2 separate regions of the Mus musculus genome follow, and region 2 is linked to region 1. Evidence: chromatin contacts called from public HiChIP or PLAC-seq data. All regions are on one chromosome and are shown on one strand. Each heading gives the region's core, a stretch centred on a gene start, on an enhancer-like site or on the middle of the called end of the contact. The rest is flanking DNA. Distances are from core to core; before and after follow the strand shown.

Region 1 (5,375 bases), core at 2,796-5,295:
TTCACTTTCCACGTGAATGTTGGCTTTCTATTATTTATGTATGCTTCCCTCCTGCTGTCTCAGGTCCTGAGTGATTGGATTGAAACAGATTTTGTGTTCCACTCACCAGTGATCCCAAGATGTGTGGAGAGTCATCTAGGAACCGTGGGTGTGTCCACCGACTCCATGCCCTAGGTGACCTGGTTCTGGCCCAACCGGAAGGGAAGGTTTTTTTTTTTTTTCCCCTATATTTCTTTATACTTATTCATTTTCTTTGTTTGGCCTCTGAGTGTTTGATTGTATTTCCCTGTATTTCTATAAGGTATTTATTTATTTCTCTTTTAAAGGCCTCTATAAAATTTATAAGATGAGATTATTTTTCATTGTTTTGCTCTTCAGGTGTGTTAGGATATCCAGAGATTATTGTAGTAGGAAAGCTAGGCTCTGATGCTGCCAGATTGCCCTGGCTTTCGTTGATTGTGTCAATGCACTGTCCTTTAGCCATCTGTTTGTTTCTGTCATTGACTGGCCTGGTAATTTCTGGTGGAAGCAGTCTTCTGGGTTTGCAGGTAAAGCTGATAGTCCCCAGTAGCTGCAGCCCTCTGGTTGTCCTGGGTGGCAGTAGGCTTCTAGGGATACATATAGTATTGATTATTCTAGTTGTCCTGGGTTATAGTAAGCCTCTGGGGGGGGGGGGGGCAAGATGAGCCAGTTGTTTCAGGACTAGAGGGCAGATCTGGGGTTGCAGATAGAGGTGTGGATTGGAATATGGGGCACAGAGGATATGGGGCAGACCTCAGGGATGCTGGACTTTCTGTGGGCCAGGCAGACAAGGGATTGGGGCATAGGTTGTTCTCATCTGGTTGTTCCAGGTGTCAGCAGGTTTCCTGGCACGCAGTCTGAGCTGTGGCCTAGGGACTGAAGTACATATCTGGGATTTTAGGTATAAATGTGAACCAGAAGATGGAGCACAGAGTGAATCAAAAAGTAGCTTTTAAGAATATGTTTGTCCATGAGTGTGTGCATACTCATCTGATTTTGAGACAGGGTCCTGAAGTTTGTCCAGACTATGTTAGAACTCATCATCCCCCCTGACTTACCTTCCCAGTTGTTGAGATTGCCATCTCATTGCAAATATTTGTGCACTGACAGCTCTGATGGCTTATGGTTTATACATGGAAATTCATTTGTGAAGCATTTCTTTGTATCATCTACCTATGATGTGGCTTTAGTCACCATCCTTGTATATGTCCTTTGAAGAACACACACTTGCATTTCTGTTGGTTACTCTCCTTGGATCAAAGCTGCTGAGTAATTATATAAAAAATTTAAAGCTGCCCCCAAATTCTATGTCCAGTTGTACCAAGATATTCAAAAGTTTCGATATAGTATTAATATATCCAGTAGTGGCTAACTCAATTACAGATTCTTTTTTAAAAGCCAAGAGTTTCTCCAAGCTGGATGCAGATATAAGAGAGATTCAAAGATGAGACCATTTGAACTTTGTCCATTGACCTTTTGATCTAGAACTCTATATACAGTAACTAGAAAACGTAGGAGCTGAGGATGGCCAGTAATGAAATAAGACTTCAGTCTTACAATTCCAGGGACCCAAATTTTAACAACAATCCAAATGAGTTAGGGTGTGACTTCCCCCAGAGCCTCCAGTTATAACTCAAGCCTCCTTCTTGGATCCTGCTATTTAAGATTGTAGGTGTCAATATTCAGATAGTTCCTGTGGGCTTGATGCAAAATTGAAGACTCCCTTTTTGAGTAGAACTTCCTCTTTTCTGACTGACTTTATCTGGGGAGCCTGACCTCCACACCCTCTACCTGACTAGTGCCACAAAGTCCTTGGCAAAATGTTCAACTTCCTCTCCCCTAACCCTCATAAAAACCTGCCCAGCAAGTACTTGGGATTCCTGGAATGTCTTTCCATGCAAATGAGCCACACTTAGTACTTTAAACTCCAGCCAATGATTTTTTTCCCTCTCACCCATTTATTAAAGAAACAGTAAGAAAAGATACAATGGAGGAAAACCAACCATTTTTCACATCAAGCTGAACACAGCACAGTGATTTCCCTTTCATCCCTCCACCCCCACCCCAGCCCCCCACTTCCCATCCATCGCAGTTTAAGTTTTGAGGTTCTTTGATTGGGAGGACCAGTGAGGAGGGAGCTGGCTGATCGGAGGAAGCTTAAATCTGTCCACCTCTAAGTCCCAGAAGAAAGGAGCCGCAGGCCCAGTCAAGCAGCAATGTGGTGGGTCTGTGACGTGGGTGTCCACCTCCCATTCTGTGTTTAAGCCCCGAGGGAAAGGTCTGGCAGTAGAACATGACTAGGTCCAGGGAGCCGGGTCAGAGTTACTGAAACATGGTCCGTTCACCAATGCAGTGTCACTAGACAACAAGCGAGCCAATTCTCCAGCGGTGAGTGGGGAATTAGAACCTGCAGGCCAACGTATCCCGGAGGAAAACGTCCATGAGAACAGTTCAAGGAACTAGTAAGAAACAAGGGGCAGAAAGCTGTGGGACAAAAGCACAGAGGCTTCCGGAAGGCCAGAGAGCCTTTTCCTTGAGGCCAGGATCACCCCTATCTGCCATAGTCCATGGCTCACAAATAACATTTTGCCTTCAGTCAAGAAAAAAAGCAGAGGAAAAAGAAGGCTCATTTGAACTCGAGCCCCAGCTATGTTCTTCAGACTGTAGTTCCATATCTACTCTTTTATCTAAGAGACAGCCCCATCTCAGAACCACAGTGCTTAAATAACAAAGTGGCCCTGGAAGAAAAATGGTATTTAAGGGGATAACATTGCATTTGGGTACATTGCAGCCATTGGACCCCTTGGTCTGGGGAAAGCAGCTGGATTTGAGCCAGGGAGGCTGCCCACCCTAGGAAATGGGAAATAGGAAATGCCTACAGGGCCATTCATCCTTGGAAAGGAAGCTGGGTTAAGGCCCAGGGTCCCCGTTGGTCTTGCAAAAGGAGCTGGGTTGATACCCACAGGGCCTGCTGGAGAAGAGCCCAGGGGCCCCGCAGCTGACCTGGGGAAAGCAACTTGACCTAGGCCTAATAGACCAGCAGACCTTGGGAAGGCAGCTGGACTAGGAGCCTGCAGGCCAGAGGCCCTTGGAAAGTTAGCTGGGTTGGAGCCTAGTAGCCCAGAGGCTCTTGGGAAAACTGCTTGATTTGAGCCCTGGAGGCCAGCAGACCTCTGAAAGGTACCTGGATTTGAGGCCAATGTGCCAGAAGACTGAGAGAAGGCATTTGGGTTCAGTCCTCCTGATCCTGTCCCCCTTGGAAAGACTCCAGCATTTACCCCCACGGGGCCACCTGGTCTTGAGAAATGAGCTGAATTAGGACCCATAGGGCCAGGAGCCCTTGACATGGGAGAGGGATTTGGCCCTGGAAGGCCAAGTTCTTGAGAGCTAGGACCTTTGTTTGGACCTATGGGACCAGGTACTCTTGTCATGGTGGGCGGGTTTGTGCCCATGTTTCCAGAAGCTTGGAAAAAAGAAACGGAATTTGTCCCTAAAAGACCTGCTGCCCTCAGGATGGGGGCAAGATCTAAGCCTTGAGGTCCAGCCATTCTTAAGTTAAGACCAGATCCTGTACCCAAGAGGTCACCTGCTCTGTTGTCCAGATTTGGGCCTGGGCCTACGCCACCAGCTCTTGGGTTGGGCCCAAGACCTGGTTCTAAGCCACATGCTCGTGGGTTCAGCCAATGATTTATATTCACCCTAAAAACTCCTTTCTACTTTCCAAGGTTCATCAACCCCCAAAAAGTGTACACACACAAGCTGTTTCACTGAGTATCAGTAGAGAAGGCTTTCATGTAATAAAGGCTGTAACACTGGACTCCTCACCCCACCCTGTTCTAGCCTCTGCTTCATCCTTCCAGCCCAGTATGCAGCTGCACCTTGACACCCCGAGGGAGAAAGTAGAACATGGAGCCACATCTTATTGATGGTCAATTTCTTCAGTGAAACCCTGATCCAGGCTGTGTCAGATGTCAGAAAAGGGAACTATTTCAAGCCTGCAGACTTATGCAGCGTATTATGCAATAACTGAAAGTGATAAATAAGGATTTCATGGGATTTTAGCAGATGCTGCAACATACTTCAAAGAAGCAGTTTATATTCTCAGCAGCAGGAAATCAATCAGCATTTTGTGTGCCTCACATCTTGGTCATCTCTTGTTTTGTCAGTTTCGATTTTGATATCTAGTGGGTTTGCATGATATTTTATTACAGGTCTTGGCTCAATTTCTTACTTTCTGTGGGTTTTCAGGAGTCATCTTATCTGTCCTATCAGTAAGGAAAATCCATTAGCTATGAAAGCAGTGGCGCTTTCTAGAAGATTAGATTTCATTTTAAACTGAGGATATCCGATCTGCAACCTTATGCTTGTCTTCAATATTCTTTATGCATGTAGACAAAGAGAATCAAGATAAACTTGAGGTTCAAAGTAGCATTACAGGACACCACTATTAAATTAATTAATATGCTAATGTCACACTGGTCATCTTTAGAGAAATAGAAGTTTGAATTTATTCAATATCCCTTTTTAAAATTGGAAGCTATTTTTTGCTATTATTCTCTAAAATCAATTTATGGTGGTAATAGTATTGTCATAGTACATAATGGTAAATATTTGATTAAGTATACACCTATTAATCATTAATGGATAAAACTAAAGTGAAATGTTATACTCAGGCTTTTAGACAGAATGAAGATCTTCCTTTCTTAGATTTAACCAGCTTTCTCTTTCCTTCTCTCCTTCTTCTACCTCTCTTCTCCAGAACTAAAATTAAAGCAAAAGCAATTCCATGACCAAACGCCAACAGTCTTATGGGTATAATTTTTATTTTATCATAAGGAAATACTATAATGGTATTTTTTGCAAACATCCTAAATTAAGTGTTAGTAATTAGTCATTCAAATAGGGTAATAATAACTATTTGTAATTTAATTGCGATTAGTTTATGGTGAAATGCCTTTGTCTTTTTATAACTCAAATAAATAAGTTTAAAAGATCCTCTTAGCATTTCATTCAATTTATTTTGTGTGTTTGTTTTATTTTTCCAAGAGAAAAGGTTCCGAAAGAGTTGCTAGAGCATAGCAATGAGCGTGTTAGATCAGCATCTACAGGTGCCCTGAAGAATGAGAACGTATTGATTACAAATCGAGTTTCCTTTGGCTACTTTTTCTCTTTTATAAACAGTTCTTCTTTACTGGTACTGTTATCATGCTTATTCCCCTGCATCCTTTTGTATCAGGTATTAGACTTATTGTAAGAATAATGAAATCTATGTTTTAATACTCAAGTATTTCCTTCCTAGTGGATTATATAGATCCCCTCCTACTACAAAATCACATTAATGTCTATTTTTATCA
Region 2 (5,852 bases), core at 1,424-3,923, 130 kb before region 1:
ATTAGTTTATGCATCTTGCTTATTTTACATAGCAAAATATCCACTGGAGTACTCATATGTAGCAAGATTTTTTTAAGGCTGCCCAGCAATATAATGAATGTGTGCATGTGCATATAATCATAGTTTCTTTATCTTTAATACATGAATATTCTATAATACATGAATATATCTATAATATATGAATAATTAATACAAGGCATTAATTATCACATTTGCACATATCTGTATATTTTTCATTATATAATTCATCTTCTAGTGCACACAGATATTTTCTGTATTGATAATTGCAAATAATGCTATGATGCACATAGCTATGTTTTTGAGGTATGAATTCCAATTCCTTTGGATATAGCTAAAGAATTGGAATTGATAAATCAAGTGGTATTTCTATTTTCAGGCCTTCTGAGGAACTTCCACATCTTTTCCATCAATTGAAAAGATACCAGTCCCATCAACAGTGGACAAGAGGTTCCCTTCTGCTATTCTCTTTTCAATATTCATAACAATTTGACTTTTAGATTATGGTCATCTTAAGAAGTGTAGAATAATATTTCATCATAGATTTAATCTGTGTTTTCTTTCCTTTTTATGTACATATGTATATGTGGCATATTGGGTATATTATGCTTGTATGTGTGGGAGTACATATGTGTACAATTATGTATCCTTGTATGTCCATGTGCATATTGAGACTCAGGGTGGACATCAGGAGTCTTCTTTGTTAGATATCCACCTTGTTCAGGCTTGAGTCAGGCTTTCTTAGTTGAACACAGAGCTGCTAATATGAGCTTGGTGCTAATTTAGCTTGTAAATTTTCTCTGGTATTTCCTTGTATGTATCTCCCTTCTGAGCCCTGGAAGTACAAGAAAGGGACACATACCATCAGGTGTTTTATGGGTGCTTGAAATACAGATTCAGGTGTCATTACATTTAGGAAGCAAGTGTTTTCCTGCTAAGCCAGTCTCCTGGCCTTAGCTTCTTATTTTTTCCTCATGGTGACTGAGTTTGAGAAATTTCTCATGTATCGTAGAGTTTCAGTGATCAGAACAACATGGAACTGGCACAAAAAGAGATGTATAAAGCCATGGGACACAGTAAAGCATCCAGAGATAAATCCATAAATACAATCTACTAATTCTGAACAAGGATGCCAGGAATACAAAATAAGAAAATGGCAAGCTGTCAAACTAATGAAGCTCATATACAAAACAATGAAACTGAACCATTAGATTATATAATACACACAAGCTAACAAAAAATGGATGAAGATTTAATTATAGGGCTGGAAACCACAAACATTCTAGAAGAAAACACTGGCACAACTGTACAACTGGTCTTGGCATGATTTTACCAATATTATTTCCCAAAGCATAGGCAATGCAAAACAAAACAACTAAATAGGACTCCGTAAAGTATACATTTCTGAGTTAGTACAATTTGACTTTAAATATCAGTCATCCTACTACATGTAAAGGTATAGCTTATTTTTGCTTTGATTTCCAGATATTTTTTTAAAAAATGTGTGTGTGTGTGTGTGTGTGTGTGTGTGTGTGTGTGTGGTGTGTATAGGCTGAGTATGCCTTGAATTCAACTTGTAGACCTTATAAAGGAAACCAACATGATGCATGAAAATATGTTCAAGCCATTTGTCTAATAGGACATTAATATTTAAAGGGAAATATCTAAAATTGCAAACATTGAGGCAGTTTCAATTGAACAGGCAAGTGCACAGTGGATAACTTTGCAAATTTGGTATATGGATAAACAACAGTTAAATGAAAACTGGTGTGGCATTAAAGCTCTGTTTGCCCATGCTCTATCGTTTTACTTGCCAAAACAAAGCTTTGCTGATTTTGCCGTTCAAAATATGCCTTATCAGCTTCAAAATTACCTTTCATATAGGATTCAGTGGTCCTACACTGGTGACCACGAGATAAGTCAGAGCCCCACAAAGAAATTGTTTAGAGATGCACCAGAGATGTTGTTAACTGGGAGCCATTTAGGAACTGAAAGGAAACCAGGAGTTAAATAATACTTAAACAATATTTAGTTTTACTAGATGCTCTAACATTATTTTGTCCACGTAAAGAGACTATTTCTGTCTTTATGGTGTGATGTTATATGGTCTCTATGTTACTTGGTTTGCCTCTTCGCCTTTCCCTTCCACTCCAGCCCGAAATGACTTGTTGTTCAGCAGCCGATAGAAAGTTGTTTGAGTCAGCTAAAAGATCATCGTGAGCACTTGAGAGTTTTGAGGCCTGAGAAGACAGCCAGCTTGCATGACTAGGTTGGGTGACTTCTTCCTGTTTGCTGACGAATGTTTGCATGTTTGGCAGAATGCGGTTTAAGGGTTGCTTCCATTGTAACAAGCCTTCTGTTGGTAGGAGGCACATAGTGTTCTCTCTCAGCTGGAAGCCTTCCACACAAACCAAAACAAAACTGAAAACAAAACAACGAAAATCCTTCCTAGTTTCTAAAAGGCAAATTTGCCTTACTCTGGTCTGCCTCTGTAAGATTTTATCATTGACTTGCCATTGGAACGTTTTGTTCTCTGGATGTTCTTCTCATAATAATTCACTAAACATCAAAGAGGAACTCCACTGACCCCTTAATAATGAGATGCTTCCCTCTGGCTTCAGACCATGTCTATGAAAAAGTAACTCATTCACGGAGATCTGTCCAGCATGAGCATTTTGTTTGGATTTTAGCTATCTTTTCTCCTGAGTTATGAGGGTGTTTTAGACACACTATGAATCTGATTGAAACACTATTTTTGCAGTGAAATTCAGTAAGTGTGTTTTACCCAGGATCAGTTAGTGTGGTCACTAAACAGGATCCTACCTGAGTGTGTTGTCAGGACACAATACTATAGCTCTCTGGCCACTCTTCCGAGTTCTCTCCTCTGCCCTGTGTGCAGCAGAGGGCAGTAGTGAACTGTGCATTTTATGTGGTTTCTTTCTCCAGAAACACAAACCAAGTCAGTATAATAACAGTAATCTTGAACATGCCCATTATTGAATAATATTTTTTCTTTTGAACAAATCATCATTTACTTAGGTCACACACCCATATATAGCTTTTAATTTCTGATCTGAGACTTAACACTATAATTCATGCAATTTAGGATTTGAATATAGTATTGTTTTGCAAATAGACATTCACAAGTCAAATGTGGACAAGAAAAAATATAATTGTCTTAAGGAAATCTTGAGCATGTGCAATACAGACACACACCCACACATCTCTCTCTCTCTCTCTCTCTCTCTCTCTCTCCATATATATATGTATGTGATGGCATATATAAAATATAAAGCTTATACTCTTCCTCAAGGAAACATGTTCTCCCTTATCATCCTTCCAAGTAAATGAAATGTTTCTTATCAAATATAGTAACATGAATAGAAGATTTCTCCCCATAGGCTTATATATTTAACACTTTGTCCCCATTGCTGGTGCTTTTGGGGGACGCCATGGAAGTTTCAGGACAAGAAACTCACTGCAGGAAGAGCTTTACTGGGGAGGTCTTTGAGAGTAACTAGCCTTCCTTGTTCCATTTCCACATTGCTGTCCAGCTTTCGCTTTTCTGTTGCCCTCTAGGCCTCATGCTTTTGTTGAGCACTGTGGCGCCTTTCTCTCCCATTACTGATTTTCCTTCTCAGTGCTAGGTCAAAATAAACTCTTTCTTTTATAAGTTGCTTTGGTCATTGTGCTTTTATCATGGCAACAAAATCATGACATTGATAAAACTTAAAGATTATAAAATTATATGCTAGGAATGCCTTCCCCACATCTCAGTATCTATTTTTTACTTTCTTTGAGTTTGTTAGTTTCATCTTTTTGCTTTTTTTTTTGTCTGTGTGTATGGGAGGATAGCATACACTGGCTTTCTGAGTGCTGATGATGGCAGAGACACATTACTATACCTTGGTAATTTCAACGTTCTAGCATTTCTTTTAACTCGATACAAGATATGTTTTAACAGGAATGTTTAGTCAATTTACATTGATTCCACAGTAAATTACCTATTCAACATTAAATGCTTTCCTCAGATTGGAGTTCTTCAGTATTTTCCATCTCATTGAAAAGCACAGGCAGTCTCTAGATGGTCCATCTGGGGATCCATCCCATAATCAGCCTCCAAACGCTGACACCATGGCATACACTAGCAAGATTTTGCTGAAAGGACCCTGATATAGCTGTCTCTTGTGAGGCTATGCTGGGGCCTAGCAAACACAGAAGTGGATGCTCACAGTCAGCTATTGGATGGAACACAGGGCCCCCAATGGAGGAGGTAGAGAAAGTACCCAAGGAGCTGAAGGGATCTGCAACCCTATAGGTGGAACAACAATATGAACTAACCAGTACCCCTGAGCTCTTGTCTCTAGCTGCATGTGTATCAGAAGATGGCCTAGTCAGCCATCATTGGGAAGAGAGGCCCATTGGTCTTGCAAACTTTATATGCCTCAGTACAGGGGAACGCCAGGGCCAAGAAATGGGAGTGGGTGGGTGGGGGAGCGGGTGAGAGAGCGTGTGGGGGACTTTTGGGATAGCATTGGAAATGTAAATGAGGAAAATACCTAGTTAAAAAAAAAAAGATATCCTGGACTGCGTGTAACGAATTGTAAAATCTGCCCAATGATCCTGAGAAAGTCATGAAAATTTATAAAGTCGCATTTATAAAGCTAAGATAAAAGCTCTTGCCTCAAAGGGTTTTGTGATCATCGATATTAGTTTCTGGGTATTAAAAAATATCTTATAAACTCTGAAAAAAAAAAAAAGAAAGAAAAGCACCGGCACCAACGCAAACGCGAGTACCTGTCGCAATTCTGTCTCATGCATACCTAGCAAACCTGTCCTGTTTGCAAGTGTTGCTAATTATCCCTCCAACATAAATCCACTTTCCTCTCCCAATCTCCCTAATCCATCACTGTTTCTTATTTAGGTCCTACATGCCTCTGTATTATTTCGTGTCGTATGTTTCCATCGAAAAGCAAAATTTGTATCTTAAAAATGTTAATAATATCATGAAGTCTTTATACTTAAATTTTTGTATGCATTTTTATGACAATTTAGCCTACGTATAAATTTATGCATTCACCCAAACCTATAATTTTACTCTGCATCCCAACTACTCTGAGGACAGTTCTCTCTCTGACTCTTCTGTGCATCCACACTACCTTACTAACATTTAAAGTACCAGGTTCAGTCTTTTGTTCAGGACCTTTGTATTTGCTTTCGCTCTGCTTTTAGCATCTCCTAACCCAGCTTCTAACGTTTTGAGTTCCTTTAATAGGGGATGCCTCCGTTCCTGTAGCTCTACCCCATGAGGGTTTCTTCAACAATTCTGTGGGAGTAAACTACCCTCTACTTTATCTCTTTCACTTAGTCATAGATGGCACCCAAGCTGTAGAAGATATTCCTGAAGATATCACAACACTAAAGTGTTAAGGGAATATATCAATTTTATGAACTTTCATGCATTTCATTGTGCCAATGTGCATGAAAGAGAATCATTTGTCAAGTCAAAAGTCAAAATAATCTAATATTTATGGTGAAACATTTCTTTATCTGAAGAATGTTTTTGTCTGTTAGAATATTGAATATAAGGATACGTGAGAGCAGACAGCTAAGACTAATAAAAGCAAATGAGGAGAGGTGAGGTTTGCATCACCGAGAAAATACAATGAGATTAATGGATGGAGTCATTGGTGAAATACAAGTAAACCTATAGAAACATACACTTCGTATTTACTAAAATGGGTGTGGTGAATGTATAGGAAATGCCCTGTGAAGTTGGAATTATTATCAATTATTCATGGAAATGTACAATAATGACTCTGTGAAAAGCAGTT

Evidence for each region. HiChIP or PLAC-seq counts read pairs in DNA pulled down with a chosen protein or histone mark.
Region 2: an H3K4me3 HiChIP or PLAC-seq map of bone marrow-derived macrophages shows a contact between it and region 1, with 5 times the contacts expected there. The contact joins two enhancer-like sites. A contact is called at or near these places in 1 of 15 datasets of contacts at CTCF or cohesin (large pre-B cells), 1 of 484 Hi-C or Micro-C datasets (embryonic stem cells), 1 of 115 datasets of contacts at active chromatin or transcription factors (bone marrow-derived macrophages) and 1 of 9 other capture datasets (bone marrow-derived macrophages).

The regions. Positions count from the first base shown.
Region 1 is chr15:5,949,766-5,955,140 of GRCm38.p6, reverse strand. It overlaps the pseudogene Gm49095. Among named protein-coding and RNA genes, the nearest start is that of Gm41259, 92 kb to the left of the region's middle. Within about 2 kb of position 4,045, at least 8 of the 459 cell types and tissues checked have an H3K27ac peak or open chromatin away from gene starts, as enhancers often do. A contact at or near this core is called in bone marrow-derived macrophages, where this site is marked.
Region 2 is chr15:6,077,977-6,083,828 of GRCm38.p6, reverse strand. No RefSeq gene overlaps it. Among named protein-coding and RNA genes, the nearest start is that of Gm41259, 36 kb to the right of the region's middle. Within about 2 kb of position 2,673, at least 37 of the 459 cell types and tissues checked have an H3K27ac peak or open chromatin away from gene starts, as enhancers often do. A contact at or near this core is called in bone marrow-derived macrophages, where this site is marked.